2 separate regions of the Anser cygnoides genome follow, and region 2 is linked to region 1. Evidence: chromatin contacts called from public Hi-C data. All regions are on one chromosome and are shown on one strand. Each heading gives the region's core, a stretch centred on a gene start, on an enhancer-like site or on the middle of the called end of the contact. The rest is flanking DNA. Distances are from core to core; before and after follow the strand shown.

Region 1 (7,311 bases), core at 1,771-4,270:
ATGGGCTTTTAATTTCTGTGGCCTTGCTCCCAGTCTCTGGGGAGCGCTTCCCTGAAAGTTTGCAGGGACAGGGCTTTTGCCTCGAAATTCGGCTGGGAGGACAGTCGTGCGTGCACGGTGGGATCCCGAGCACACTGGGATCCTTATCCTGGCTGAGGCCTCTGGGCACAATGCTGTCATAAATTTTAAGTAACAATAATAACACTGTAAAAAGTTAAATAAATGTGTCAAGTTAATTTTATACTCCCCTCCCCTCAGGCAGATTAGCATAAATTGAATTTTCTAATAATTAGCCCAGGCAATTACCGTTGACTAGGTGTACCTGATTTCACCGAGCGGTGGCAATACCCAGAGGACGGAGCCTGCCAAGAGCAGAGAGGTTCCCAGACGGACCCGGCAGGAGCAGGTCCAGCTGCCCACCAGTTTTGGAGGTGCTGTGTGAGTGTGTGCCGACCCCTGCCATGGTTTGGGCTGCATGTGTATCGCCACCGTGCAGTCCAGATCTTAGCGACTTCCATTCGGAGTCGTAGAAAATAAGGCACTGCACTGCCTGCGCTCGGCTTATTAAACTGTCACAGTAAAACACGTTACGCTCCCGGGCTGCCCTTCCCAAATGCATCGTAGAGGCTGTTAACAAACACCTGTCAGGCTCAACTGCAGCGTCTGAGCGGCCTGATCCACAGCATCTGCTGCCACGCCGGAGAGCAGGGGTTGCACGCTGTGCCAGCGCTTTGCAGCGCGCTCCAAGAGCAGGCGTTTGGGAGCAGGGTGGCTTCAAGGGGCTCTTGGCTTGCCTTTGAATCTGCTGACGCTTGGTCGTTAGTAGTGAGGAAAAAGGAAGGAAAAAAGGGTTTGTGTAAGGCAAACGGTCACTCTGTGCTCCCTCACCCGGCGTTGACAGAAGTCTCAGAACGTTTTAAGCATTTATTTCTTCTTTTTCTTTTTTTTTTTTTTTAATTTCAAGTTAAGATATAAAAGTATAAACAGGTCTCTGCCACCGTTGCTGACTTGAATGAAGGCTGGTCCTGTTACACGTGTGGAAATGGCTTGGCCAGGAGAAACCTGCCGTTTATTGTATCGTAGCCCTGCAGAAAAAGCCCAAACTCCCTAGCTGCTTGCCTTGACAGAGGACACTGCTTGTACATGTTCAATTCCAGAGAATGAACTTACAATGGAGGAGAGGGGGGAAATTAGCCCAGTAGCATCTCAGAAATGTTTGTGGAGGGGTTTTTTTGTGTTCAGGGATTTTTTTTTTCTTTATTTTTTTTTTTGAAATCGTGAGCTCAGAATCCAAGGAGGCTCAGCAATCAGCGTGCTTGAACGCCAGCCAAGACACTGAACTGGCAGCCATCCATTCTGATATCAATGTGAGTGAAATGTGTACTCAGTAACTGGATTCAGGCCCTTCATAGTTTGCAAGCAAATATTTCTGCTTTTGCAGATCAGATAAAAAATAGAAAAAGCTGTGCGGCTCTCGAGCGTGTGAGAGAGAGGGTTCTGCACCTTTGCAAAGGGGCCTTGGTATTTCTGTGTCCCAAAGTCCTGTGCCTTGTGTCATCATCTCAAAGGCTATGTTCTATTTCCAAAATGTATTTAATTATGTCTTCTAATGTTTTAACTGCTCAATCTGCCTTGTATAAAAGCTGTAAATATCTCACACTGGCAATAAGCTGTAGGAAAAGGAAGTAAATTGGCATTTTGTGAAAAGGTTGTACAAAACCAATGGAAAGCTATGCAAATAAGCTATGATACAGCCAAATTTGCATTTTCTCTTGGGTTTAGTGATGATATGCACAGCATGACTTTGGCAGACTTGCCTCTTGGGATGATGCACGTACTGGTGGTATGGCCCTGTAGGGTCAATTTAACAAGTGTAACACTGCGATTTTCCATGCAGTTTCTCAGAACCACTGAGCAACGTGCAGCAATAAATAGCGACAGAGGAAATCGATTTTTTAGAGTAAATACATTTAGTAGGAGGGAAAAGTGTTATACAAATCTTTCACCTTGCCAAAATAAGGTTAGCAGTTTTGCTTCGTGATGCTGCTCAACTTTCCAAAGTGACTGCCTTCTGCCGTCTTGCGTTGACTTTTACTCTTTGGTTTAGAAAACATCAGGACAAGGAGACAGCACAGAGTTCTTGTGCTCTGGGTGCTCAGATCAGTCGAGCAACAGACTGGAGGTGACATGTTACAACCAGCTGACAGTGCAGTTTCGCAGTCTTTGAGTTCATTGAACCGGTGGCAGCTCTTCAAACTTGTTCTTTTGCCCAGCTGAGAGGGAAGGTGGAAGCATGCTCGTGTCTGGTGATAGTAATGCTATTATAGGGAGGATGACGTGGGAACTCGCTCTCGGAGCCCTTTACAATCTGTGTTATTTTTGAGAGACACGTATGCTTTTTAAGTGTTGCTGGAACCTCTGAAATTACTTTACCTGCGTTTTTCTCATGTACGTTTTGTTTCTTCAGGAATTCATTCAGCATTTTAAGTTGAAATCATCAAATAAAAATAGATCATTGAGTTAGAGGTTATTGGCATTCACATGCTACATGTTCCTGCAAGCCAGCTATTTCAACCCAAATTTGTTTTCTTTTCTACTGTGAAAGTGGTCCAAATGCAAATTTCAGTATGTGCTTTCCTTGTCACAAGGGTGAATTTACTCCAGCATCCCTTCCCAAGCCCTCATGCAGAAAGCCTGCCGGCACTGCAGGACCGCTCCATCCCACGGGGTGCAGAGCACTTGAACAAGGTGCTGGGTGTTCTGTCCCATGCCTTGGTCCTGCATCCCTCAGAGTGAGCAAAATGTCAGGCACTAATCCACAGTAGGCTTTGGGTTGGAGTCCTACAAGGACCGCTCAAGAACAGCCTCAGCAAAGCATCCCTCTTTAAGGCAGTATTTAAACGGAATTTCTTCTAAGGCAGTACTTAGGCAGGAATTTGGTAGCTGTAGGACCGAACACCTGGTACAATGCTGTCCCGAATTTAAGCACAAGCTTAAGTGCTCTCTTCCTGTGACCTCAGCACACCCAGTGCTCTGTTCCTTTGCCTTACAGAAGCAGAAGGGAGTTTGGCTGCTTTCAAGTGAAGCCTGCCAAAAAAAAAAAAAAAAAAAAAACAACTCAGCAAGCATCTTTTTTTTTTTTTTCTTTCCCTTGGCTTCTCTATAAATAGTCAAACATTTTTTTCCGAGCAAGTTCAGTTAATGTTCTGTGGTGGTGAGTGAGCACTGTGATGCTCTGGTATGTTTTGTGCTCCTGAATCTCATCGTAAGATGCTTGAGTAGAATTTAATTCAGGTTTTTAAATAAGACGAAGAAAGACCGCTATTAAATCTTGTCTGAATTTTGTCACTGACTTCATCAGAAGCCGTCTGAGTACAACTGGGAACAGTTTGGCTTCTCGTTTCGCTGTATCACTGGACGCATGTTGAAAGTTTTCCCTTATTATCCTTACCACACAGACAATCACGTCATTCTTGAAATGAATGCTCCTTTTGCTGCTCATATGCAATACATTATGCGAACATCTGTGTGAGTTGCAACGTACAACAGGACAAATTATTGGTGGCAGGACGCAGAGTCCAGTGTTTAGCCCCTGTCTGCAGAGGGTCTCTGCAGCCTTCGGCTTGTGCTGCTACCTCCTGATGCTTGTTGGCCTCGTATTCACTAGCAACAACTAGTAGGGTTTTGCCTTTTTTTTATTTATTTATTTCTTCTTCTTTTTTTTTTCTCTCTTTTTTTTTTTTCAGAACCAAATGTATAGTTTCACTCCGGCAGCTGGTTTTATCAAGAAAATGGTATCAGAATTGTGTGGGATTTTGTGAGTCATTACCAGAAATACTGCAGTGGGTGGATTAGCCCCTTCAAAGCGGCTGCTCTGAGTGTTTCCAGGGTAGTAAGGTGCAGTGAAAATAGGGTTGTGCCTGCAATTATAGTCTGCATGCCTCAGCATACCCTGGGCGAGGGAGATATTCTTGTTCTGCTGGCAGCCCCCTGCGATTTCCTATCGGCACCGACACGAAATGGAGTGCAGTTCCTCGGGCTCCCTGCAGGCAGGGTGCCTGTTTCTCGAGGCCGTGGCCGTGTGGCAGGACGTGGTGGCACGAAGCCGGCCCTTCAGCAGCGGCCTGTGGCATGAGGGTTGGGGGCTGCTCACACTTGCGGCCCAAACAGCGTCGCTGTTGTGTCTGCGTGCCGTGCCTTCCGGCAGCGGGGCCTCCTCAGCTGCCTCAGGTCCTGACACAGCTGATGGGGCATAGCTTTTTGGAAGTGCCTTCACTTCTCTGAAATACTCGTTGTAATCGGCTTCTTGTGGGCTGTGTCTGGATAATCTCCTGCATATCGCTCTCTCCTTTGCCAGGCTGAAACAATTCTTGAGCTGGCTTGTCAAGGCCCCTGCTTTTCAGCTTCTTGTGCCGCACTCGATAGCTGTGCTCCTCCACAGGCCTGGGGCATGCTGCTTTCAAGCCTTGCAGGAGTTATTTCACTTGCAGGCACCAACGCTTCTTCGTAAAGGCTTGCCACCTCACCATCTGCAAAAGGCACAGTGTTTTCACCCCAGGCCTGGTGGGGTGGCACTTTCCCTAGAGCTGCTGGTAGATCCAACCAGCCATTCCCCTCGCTTCCAGCACCATGGCCTAGCCTCACATGGCAGGGCGCTCGCCATCAGGAGACCAGCTGAATTTCCACTGAAGAAACCACTGGGGACTTTGTCAGGGTCCTGCCCTCTCCCAGACAAAATCACAACAGCCAGGAGCTGCCGTGCCCCACAGCACACAGGTTTGTGTTTGCACATCCCAGCCTGGCACAGGGGTCGCCACCATGTTTTCTCTCTGAGGCAGGGCCGAGCAGATAGGCACACACGCGTGGGCTCGCCTGCTTCGTCTGAGCATTCGGCACCTCGGACTTTCTCACCAGAAGCACATTTGTTTTGGGTAGAGACTTTCCTGTTAGGCCTTAAAGGGCTATATTGTCCTGTGCACTGAAAGGAAAACATTTCCCCTTCCAAGAGATAACCAGAGCAACACAAGGAGACTGTTTTGACGAAGTCAGGATGGGGGTGGAGAGGAGGTGTCCAGCTAACCCTCATCATGAAGCTCAAAACCAGCTCTGATCAGTGACGGCTTGCTGTGCCCGATGCCCTCCCAAGCATAATTTATGACAAACAAATATGCGATGACGTTCCCTGCTTTTTCCTTCTGCTCTGCTTCTTTTTTTTTTTTTTTTTGCTCAGTTTGGGAGCGCCAAAGGAAAACCAGCGGTGGTGTAATTTCTGGCCTGCTCCAGAGGAATGTAGTGGCAGTGGGGTCATTTGCTGGGTGCACCACTCAGGTACCACAGCCCCTGCTGTGTCTGGGGTCAGCTTTCCCTCCAGCCACGTCGCCTTTCCTTCCCTGCTTGCAGTGGGAGAAGTTTGGGAATGACAGCAAAGGGAAATGGGTGGCACGGCGAAGCGAAGTGCAGCTTCTTGGTGATGCTGCAGGCAGGGCAGGGCCAGGGGTGGCCACGGACCTGGTCCTGGTCCTGGTCTTGGTCCCGGTCCTGGTTCTTGTGGGAGCCAGACCTTCCTGGAGAGGTAGCAGGACTGGGTCTATCCTCTGTTGTTTCATGAGCCTAATGTAGAACTGCCATAAATAAGCTTCTGGATTTCCCCAGGCATATATTTTTTTTTCTTTTTCTGGCCTAAAGGTTTTGCCTGCTTGGAATCTGAGGCCTTAAAAAAAAAAAAAAGAAAGAAAATAGAAGTAATAACAGTGGTGATAATATTTTTGCCTTTGTCCTGAGGTTTTTGTGCCTCTGGTGGCTCAGTTGGAGCCCTAATGCAGTGTGTGAAACTCTGTGGGTTTAGGTGTGGAAATACCAGCCTTTGCCCTGCACAGGTACAAACTAACTGCGTGTAGTGTGTAAACCGTAAGCCTGGCTTGTGCGTTTTTTTATAAATCCAAAGCATAGATGTGATTCTGCACATCGACAACATACGCACAGAGGAGCATGCACTTACCTGGCAAGTCCCAGATGGAAATAGGGCAGCCCCACAGCAGTGCCTTCCCATTGCCACAGTGGGTAGCATTCTTTCCTGAGCCCTGGGATGAATCAGCCTCTCTCCATCTCACAGCATGACATCCCTGGTTCAGGACAGCATTTTACGTACGTGCAGACGTGCGTTGTCATGTTGCCTTTTGAGCCTGTGCCCTGTTGTAGGGTGGGATATTGCTCCTGTGTTTGAATATTATTCTTTATGGGCTAGTCAGTTGCATCGTTCACAGAAGCACAAGTGCACGCTTAAAAGATTTGCAGAGGCAGGTGGTAGCCTGTATTTTTCTTCTGTTTGTAGTTTTTAAATTAAAAAAAAATCTTTTCAAGCTCTACTCTGTCAAGAATGTGGGTGTCTGGCTGAATGAGAGAAAAATAAAATAAACTTGCATAATAAATACACTAGTAAATTTTCAGTTTCCCTAAACTCTCTGGGGGTTAGTTTGGTTGGTTGCTTATCCAAGGAAGAGGAGCAACTTTTGAAGAAAGTTTCCCTGAATGCATTTCCTTACTACAATTATGTTAATTGTTAGCAATGTACATATTCCAGTCGCAGCATGAAATGCTGCTTTCTGACAAATTCAGATCTGCTTTCTTTTACATCACGTCATGTGTCGAGTATGGAACGAGAATCCAAAGGCCTTGGATATATCCGTATGTGTAATATATATACTTGTGTGTGTGCATATTTAATAGTACTATTTTATTCTTTTTCAGCATTTTAAAAGTCGACTGCCTAGAGGTAGGCACCTGGATTTATATTTAGGGACTGAAGTAAGCGGGATGGTTTTCAAAGGTCCCGTGTACCTGCAGCTCTCAGAGAATTAATTAAAAGCAGATGTTCTTTTTGGCAAGTTTGGCAGAAACAAATAGGAGATGCTGGGTGCCCAGCACCTTTGAAACACTAGCTGCTTGTTCGGATGCCTAAACATGGAGTTTGGTGTTTAAATTTAGGCACCCAAGTTGGAACATTTTGGCCCTGTAATCATAACAATCGGTGTCCCCTCTGTCCTGAAGCGCTGCAGCACAGATTCCTCTGAGGAGCCGGGGGTTGGCGTGTGGGAGTGAGCGGGGACAGGGGACGTGTTTCTCTGCGGTGGCAGCGAGCTCGGCTGCCTGCCTTATAGCACATGCAAATGAGGGTCAGATGGCTTGACAGTTGGTTATGAAACTAAATAGAAATTATGCAAAATGGGATTGATTTTGCACATATTTTTAGATTTTGTCTTTTAGTAGCTTGAATCTTTAATTAAAATACCAGGGAGGAAAAAAAAAAGTACA
Region 2 (7,311 bases), core at 1,641-4,140, 180 kb before region 1:
GTTTTGCTGCTCCGGTGAAACTGGAGCAGAACTGTGAAAACTTGCTCTTCTTTGTTATGTACCTTCTTTGTAAGGAATGGGCCCTTTAGTAAAAGTTTTTTTGGTGTAAAATACAGAGATGTCTTTTTCTGTCACATTGCTGAGTTGAACAAATGCTCAAAGAGAATCATGTGTATTCTGGCTGTGACAGGAATGGACAATAGTTATCACAAGGTCAAATCCATTGAATGTGCTTGCAGAAAGCAAAGGAGACAGCTTGAATTTCGGCTGGGTTGAGAAATAATTTCTGAACTAGTTAAAGTAGATGCATCACAAAAGGCTGAATCCAGAGGAAAGGGATTTTAGTTCCAACCAAGTGTCAGGAAAGCGTGACCGAAGTCATTTGTCCGAGGTGGCCTGGCATTTTCAATGAGAGGATGGGATTAGTGAGGAGGAGGAAGTGGTTTTGAAAACCTACTTCTGTGGATGATCTGTCAGTTTCCATCAGTGGCCACTGGCCAGGACCTTCAGGAACTGGACAAGATTTAAAGGCAAGGTGAAGTCGGGGTATTCGAGAAGAGCTGTGGAGAGGCCTCCAGGACCAGCAGGTATCCCTGCAATTTTGACCAATTCCTTCAGTTGCTTCTAGCTCCCAGCCTTGCGTTTGATTTGTTTAGAAATACATCCTTTGCTTGCTTGTCATAAGATTTCATACATGAAGTGTTTTATACAGCAGGAACCACCTCATACGTAGGTACTTAAATGTTAGAAAGCAGGCAGGAAGGGGCTGTAAGTTACTGGAAGAATGGTGTGATCTCTCCTTTTTTAGTAAGACTACTAAGGATGCTCTCAGCCTCCTTATTTCCTCATCACCCACCGTATGCCTGCAAAGGGCTGTCCTGCTTCAGATCTCCTGGCACAGTTTCCTTGTCTGATCAGCCCCTAAATCTGTTTCTGCTTAAGCAATGTAGTTGTAAAAAATAACCTCTGATACAAGTATCGAAGATGGGGAAGGAAGATCATCCGAACTGAATTGCACACGGGGCAGGTAGGTGCGTATTCACCCTGGCAGGCACACGTCGGACAGGGACAAGCAGCCCGTGGGGGCTCAAGGTGCAGGAGTCTCTTTGCCTGACCCCGGGACAGGCAGAGCAGCACGCCTGACCCCAGCCTTTGTTTTCTGCCGCAAGTACCTGGAGTTTTTAGCTGGTTTCAGTAGAGCCTGTTTTGCATAAACCACTTCTGTTTTCCCATTACTCATACGTCCCTTTGTTAATAACATAATGTAAATAATTCTGGGCTGGATTTGGCATTCATTTAAACAGGTGTAACACTAAAGCAGTTGTAATTGGTTTCAGCGTTCCCAGCCTTCTCTCTGGCTGCGCTTTCTAAAGGAGTTTACTGGGTTTTGCTTTTGAAGGCTTGTTACCATAATTCACCCATCAGTCTGCTGCTTTTAATGTTAATTCAGTTTCAGAGCTCGGTAGGAGGCAGGATGAAATGTTTCAGGCTGCGTCCTAAGGTTATTCTTCGAGTGGACAGTGTTTTAACTGGATGTGACGGGCATTGGCAAAAAGATGTTTGTGATATTTATAGTCCTCAGGAATCTGTATGAAAGGGAAAAAATGATTATCTGGATTCTGTATAAATACCACATCCAAAGCACACCTGTCTTCTGCCATGTGGGCCAGCTAATTGGTTTTTGATCTATTTTTACTGTTCTTAGCTGAAAGGCAATTTTTTTGTTAAGTTTCACAGAAAGCTCTAGAGCTGTTTTAGGGTTTTGTAGCTGTGAAAAATAGCCACGGTTCTGTTTTTTAAAAAGCATTCTCAAGGAATAATTACAATGATTGAGCGTGCTGCTTAAAAAAAAAAAACAGAAGCGTGTACATTTTTCATAGCTACACAACTCTAAAACGGCTTTGTGGGTTTCTTCACATATTCAGGAAACTTAAAAATAAAAAGGAGCAAATCTAGCTCTGAGCTTGGCAACAGCTGAAGTTTATATTTCACAAGTATCTGAAAATGGGTTCCTCCCCATTTGCAGACGCAGATGCCAAACTTTTAAACTGACAGTGCAAAGTTTATATTGCAAGCTTTGTAAAGGAGCAAAGCAGCATTTTTTTTTCCTGCTCTGCGCCAGTCCTGCAGTTCTGCATGGCTAGTTGGAGAGTTATTATTATTGTTTATGAATTCCTTGCCTTGCGGTCGTGCATAACAGCAAGTCGGCATTGTTGAATCGGGAACTGTAGACATGCAAATAGCAGAAAGGTTGCCCCTGCTGCTTAACTTTTGGCAGTATTTTGTATTCTGTTCCTGTCTGTATTAAAACACAGAATGCATTGAATGGGCCAAGCCCTGAAATCCTTATTTGGTTATTAAGAGGAGAGAGAAAGGGCTGTGATTCATTAGGAAGGGGATGAATAAGAGGCGGCGGAGAAGGTCTGTGGAAGGTAGTTTGGGAGCTGCCGTTGCCTTGTCTCATGACCCAGCGACACGGGGGTCATCTGGGCACGGCGAGGTGGCTCCTTCAAAAGTGATGCATGAGATGTTCCTCACGCTGGGGCAGACACAGGAGCAGCGTGAGGAGGTGGCTGCTGCTTACGTGGTGTATCCAATGCGTGTGCAGGGTTAATGGCCTCCTGGTAAATGCTCGCCCCGGCAAAGGCGACTTGGGTAGAAGTCATTGCATGGGATGCTCCTGAAACCAGCTGTGGAGAAAGATTATCTTTTTAATCTCCTTTTTAATGAAAGGCCAGGGTTTCTGGGGTTATATATTAGCTCAGACAAAAGGGGTGCGGGAAGGGGAACAAAACCTGCTGTTTGAGCATTAGACCAGGTCACTAATCCCGCTGCAGTATTTCGCCTGGAGCAGCAGGAGTTACAGATGTTTGTTTGCATCATCCCAGGATAGTCTCTGATGATGGTGGTTTGGGTTGCTGTAATCCCACAGAAATTATACTTTGGCTTCAATACTTTGGCTTGCCCGGGCATGACTGATCATTATCTGCTCTTCGAGATTAGCTGAAAGTGCCTGGCTAAACGCTGTGAACTTTGTGGTAGAGGAGGGTGAATCTGGGGGCTGGGCCTCCAAGAATATTACATTAAAAAGCTGGTACGTTTGTTCCCCCGTGGCCACCAGCGCAAAAGAAAGCAGAGGAGAGCCGAGCACAGCTAGGCTGGTTTGCTGGGGATATATTCAGGTGCTTAACTCACTGCACAGGCCACCACGGCCCTGGTAGGCAGCGTTTCAGCAAAGGCCAGTGAGTGCTGCAAACGACGTCGGGAGGAGAGTTCGTTCCCTTCTGCCTGCTTTTTAGGTTAAAAAGGAGATGATGCTGGAGGGGTAGCGTCCGCGTGGTGCTCCCCACACCTCGCGTCCTGCAGACCTCCAGGATAATTTTAGCGCGAGCCTCCCCGAGCACCGTCCAGCTCGTCTGTTTACAGAGTCACAAAGTCTCTTCTCATTATTTTGCAGGGATCAGAGGGGACAAAAGTTTAAATATTAGCTCAGCTATTTAAACCCTGTGCAATGCCAGTCTGCTTGGCACACAGTGTTGAATCTAGTGATAAGATATTCAGCCGACTGATGGCCCTCACGGCATTGAAAGAAGAAATATGCTGATAAATTTCGATGTGAGGGGTAGGAGGAGCAAAACCACTGAGAAGTTTTATGACAATTGCAAATCACAGAATCTGCCAAAAACCTGTGCTTAGAATACGTTGTTGCTCTCCAGTAAGCTCTGATTTCCCAGAAACTTCTGGAGGATTCCTAGATAAGTGGTATTGCAGATGAAGTATGGAAAAAAAAAAACTCCAGCAAAAGCTTCGTGTGTGAAAATATTTTCTGTTGTATAGTTGCGTTTTTGTCCACTAGATGGCTTTTCCCCCCTGCCTGCGACCTGATAGGGTTACAATTGTTTGGTTCAGATTGCTCTGTCTAAAGCAATGTTATCTGTGGCTTAATTCAGACACTGGTAACTGGTAAATTTTGGTCAAAAATTTCTAATTAAATACTGCATGCAGGGTTTATGTATCCCGTGATGTAGATTTTCCTACTTGGAGCAAAGTCTCCTGTACATTGGCACGGAGGAAAATTCAAGTTAAGATGTTTTTAGCAAAAATGTTTGCCAGAAAACAGTGTTTGCTGATGATACGAAATTAATAAAGACCACAGAGCACATTCTGTGGTTATTAAGTCTTCAACACTGACATTGAAAAATAATGTAAAATCTTCCAGACCATGTTTTGGTTTGGCTGGGGGTTTTTAGGAATTGGAAATAGAGGAGTTCCTCCCCTTACCCACCCAGCCTGTAGTATAATATTAATTAATGATGTTTGGAAGCAAATTTAGGTTCTGCAATTATTGTAATTAAGTGGGACAGATGGGACAGAATTCTGCATTATGTGGCTTAAGCCAAATCAAATAGAATCAAAAAAAAAAAAGGATTAATTTACATTATTTACATTGAGGAAAGTCTCTGAATGATTGTGGGAGTCCCAGTGACTGCTGAGATACCAGCAGGGCTATGCCTGTCCTGTTGACTAAGGTGAATAAAAAATAGACAGTGGTCAAGAGAAGAGCAAGTAGAGCACCCTGATTTAGTCAAATGTGTGGTATCCAGGATATGAAAAAAAAATAATATAACAATGCATCCCAACAATCAATTTTCTATTCTTTTATAACACTTGTTTTCATTGAAAAAGCATAACATGGCAGAACAATCACCAAGCTGATGTTCACTGTTTCACTGGACAAGTATATGGGAATTGGTGCAATTTTAGATCTGTAAAAAGTTCTCAAGAAATGTAGTTATACCTGCAAGACTGATTTAGGTACCCCCACTCAAGGAAGGCAGAACAACCTCTGTCACAAGCTGTTATTAGCATCCTCCTGAAAAGCTCAGCCCCTTGCTCCTACCAGCTCTTGGGGTTTGGGGGATTCCTGCAAGGAAGTGACTGCACGGCCCTGCTTGGAGATACAGTTATTCAGTTCATTTTATAGCCAGCGTGTGCCTGTTCAGGGTGAAGCTCCCATTTGTAGCTGTTGAACCAGAGCAGGCTTTTCTTTTCCTGTCAACTTCCTGGTAGCCACGGGGGGAAAAAAAAGTGTGTTCTCATTTCAGCATCCCTCGCCCTCCTCCTTGCTTCTCTGAAGAGGAAGCCAGCAAGCTATTTCTGTTACTCATCCTTTCCTCCAGCCTCCTTTCTTCAGGATCGTTATCTCTCGTGAATCATTCCAGTGCCCGTTCCTGGCCCCGGTTCTAGCTTTTACAAGCTTCAGCATGAAGTCAGGGGGCTGCTGGACTTCCCTGCGTGGCGTGGGGGGCCCGCAGGAGACTGGGACGATGCCTTGGTCATCTCACTCGGCGGGTGCTGGCTGGCAGCACGGGGATGGAGGAGCAGCACAAGCACGGGAGCTGTTTCTCTGCAGATTCAGGAAGCCAATGTTCTATCAGTTTGCATCAGTTTCAAGCTTGGAAAGGTTATTTTTGCTGCCATAAATCTTAATTTTCTTCTTCTTTTTTTTTTTTTTTTCTCAACGAAAACTTAGATTCTGTGGGAATTCATGACTGAGACCAGTGTCCACACTTGCCAGGGAAATCTTGCAACTGAAAAGCATCTGCGCCAATTTTTAAGCCCCATTTGACTAATACCAGAAGGATTAGCATGTAATTTTGTTCAGTGCCAGCACAAGAAAACCTCATGTGCTTTAAACTGAAGGGTACATACACCTGGGCAGTGCTAGGTTGAGGTGAAGAGGATCATGATGTAAAAAGTCCAGGTACACTCATGGCCCTGAGGCATGGAGCACTTCAGGCTGAGCCAGCCATTGTGCTACCTGTCTCCCGAATGAATGGGATGGAGGGACATGCTCTTTTGGCTCATGAGTGGGATGACATAATTTGACATTCTGAGTGTAGGAGGTGTAAAACACCAAACTAAGGCTGCTAATCTGGTGGTCGGCTAAGCAAGTTGGTCAGAAATGTCAGTGGACATTTAGGAATTGGAAACAGAGGACTCTAAAAGCCTCTTAGCTACCTTCTGCTCTGAGTTACATCTGTATAAATCCACTGACTTCCCTGGACTTCCCACATCAGGCCTATTCCAATGCTCCCAGAGGCAGAATGGAGAGGACAGAAGAGAGGAGAAAGGTGAATGGAACAAGGACGCATCCTGCAATTTTACTGTGTACACTGGATGCTCCCTTTCATGTGTTTCAATCATTTGGCCTGGAAGAGGGTGCTCCTTCTGGCCAACAGGAACTGTGAAGCCACAAGAAATAAGCAGTAACACCTAAGACTTCTGCAGTAGCATCAGTGCAATTGAGGTGTTGTTAGGGAAAACCTTCTCTTGGATGGAAATGCGTGTGCTGCAGAACACGCAGTGGTGACAGTCCTGGTTTTTATATCTTCTCCTGTGTAGCTATCTGCTGGTCATAGACAGAAGAGACTATGTGAAGTCCTCCAACTTCAACTAGAGTGTTCCAGAAATAATAGCTTTGAAAAAAAAGTTGAGTTTTTAAACAGGAGCAAAGCCTTAGCACAATTTAAAAATCACCTGGGAGGTGATGTATGGGGTTTCTTTCCCTGATGCCACACGTATTTGGCATACTGTGAAGCCTGAGCTTTTACTAAGTGCAAAGGTAGTTGGGAAGAGCCAGGTCATGCTACTCTTTGAACTTACTGTAGCAGCAGATCCAAAAGGCAGTAAATAATAGCTTAGCACTCAGTCCTTACCTGTGCTGATCTCATGAAATTCAGCATAAGGAAGCAAAGGTTGAACTAAGCCACCTTTAATCCATCTTCAGTCTCAGTGTTGGCCAAAGATCTCCTTTAACCAGTGCCAGTTCATTAAAGTACTGCAGCTCTTGCTCCAAAAATCTCAAGCTCGCTCACAGCAAGTCCTCAGCTGGAGGTGGGCAGGACACGTACAGACCAGCGATGTTCATTCACTGTTCTCCTGTGCCACCGCACACCTCCGTAAAGGCTGTGCTGAAGTCCCTTCGCCTCTGCCAGCACTGTGCATTCCCCTCTCTAGGTCAAAGAAAAATGCTTTTTACCACGCGGAAAACTGTCATAGAAACATGACTAACCCAAACAAAATTCTGCAAAGGAAATATAAATTCAGTTCCTTTTGTGCATCTGAGATACTGCTGCCAAACCTGTGCTATGAAAGGTCAGGGACAACAAGCAGTGAGAGAACAAAAAATATCCAGTAACGCCAGAGCAAGATGTGCACGTCCCAGGATATAAATTTGGCGCTGGACTGAACAGAAAATGATTTGCCAACATTTTTGTCTGTCTTTTCAGCTGAGACACGGGTTTACAA

Evidence for each region. A called contact is a pair of places that touch in the nucleus more often than the background predicts.
Region 2: a contact with region 1 is called in a Hi-C map of liver, with 5 times the contacts expected there. The contact joins two enhancer-like sites. A contact is called at or near these places in 2 of 7 Hi-C or Micro-C datasets (both in liver).

Annotation. Positions count from the first base shown.
Region 1 is chr2:54,501,945-54,509,255 of Taihu_goose_T2T_genome, reverse strand. The region is part of intron 5 of ATXN1 (ataxin 1); the gene reads left to right. Among named protein-coding and RNA genes, the nearest start is that of GMPR, 110 kb to the right of the region's middle. Within about 2 kb of position 3,020, at least 3 of the 3 cell types and tissues checked have open chromatin away from gene starts, as enhancers often do. A contact at or near this core is called in liver, where this site is marked.
Region 2 is chr2:54,686,425-54,693,735 of Taihu_goose_T2T_genome, reverse strand. It overlaps LOC125182079 (a long non-coding RNA gene), which reads left to right. Exons shown (of 5, transcript XR_010829314.1): 4 at 7,293-7,311. Among named protein-coding and RNA genes, the nearest start is that of ATXN1, 32 kb to the right of the region's middle. Within about 2 kb of position 2,890, at least 2 of the 3 cell types and tissues checked have open chromatin away from gene starts, as enhancers often do. A contact at or near this core is called in liver, where this site is marked.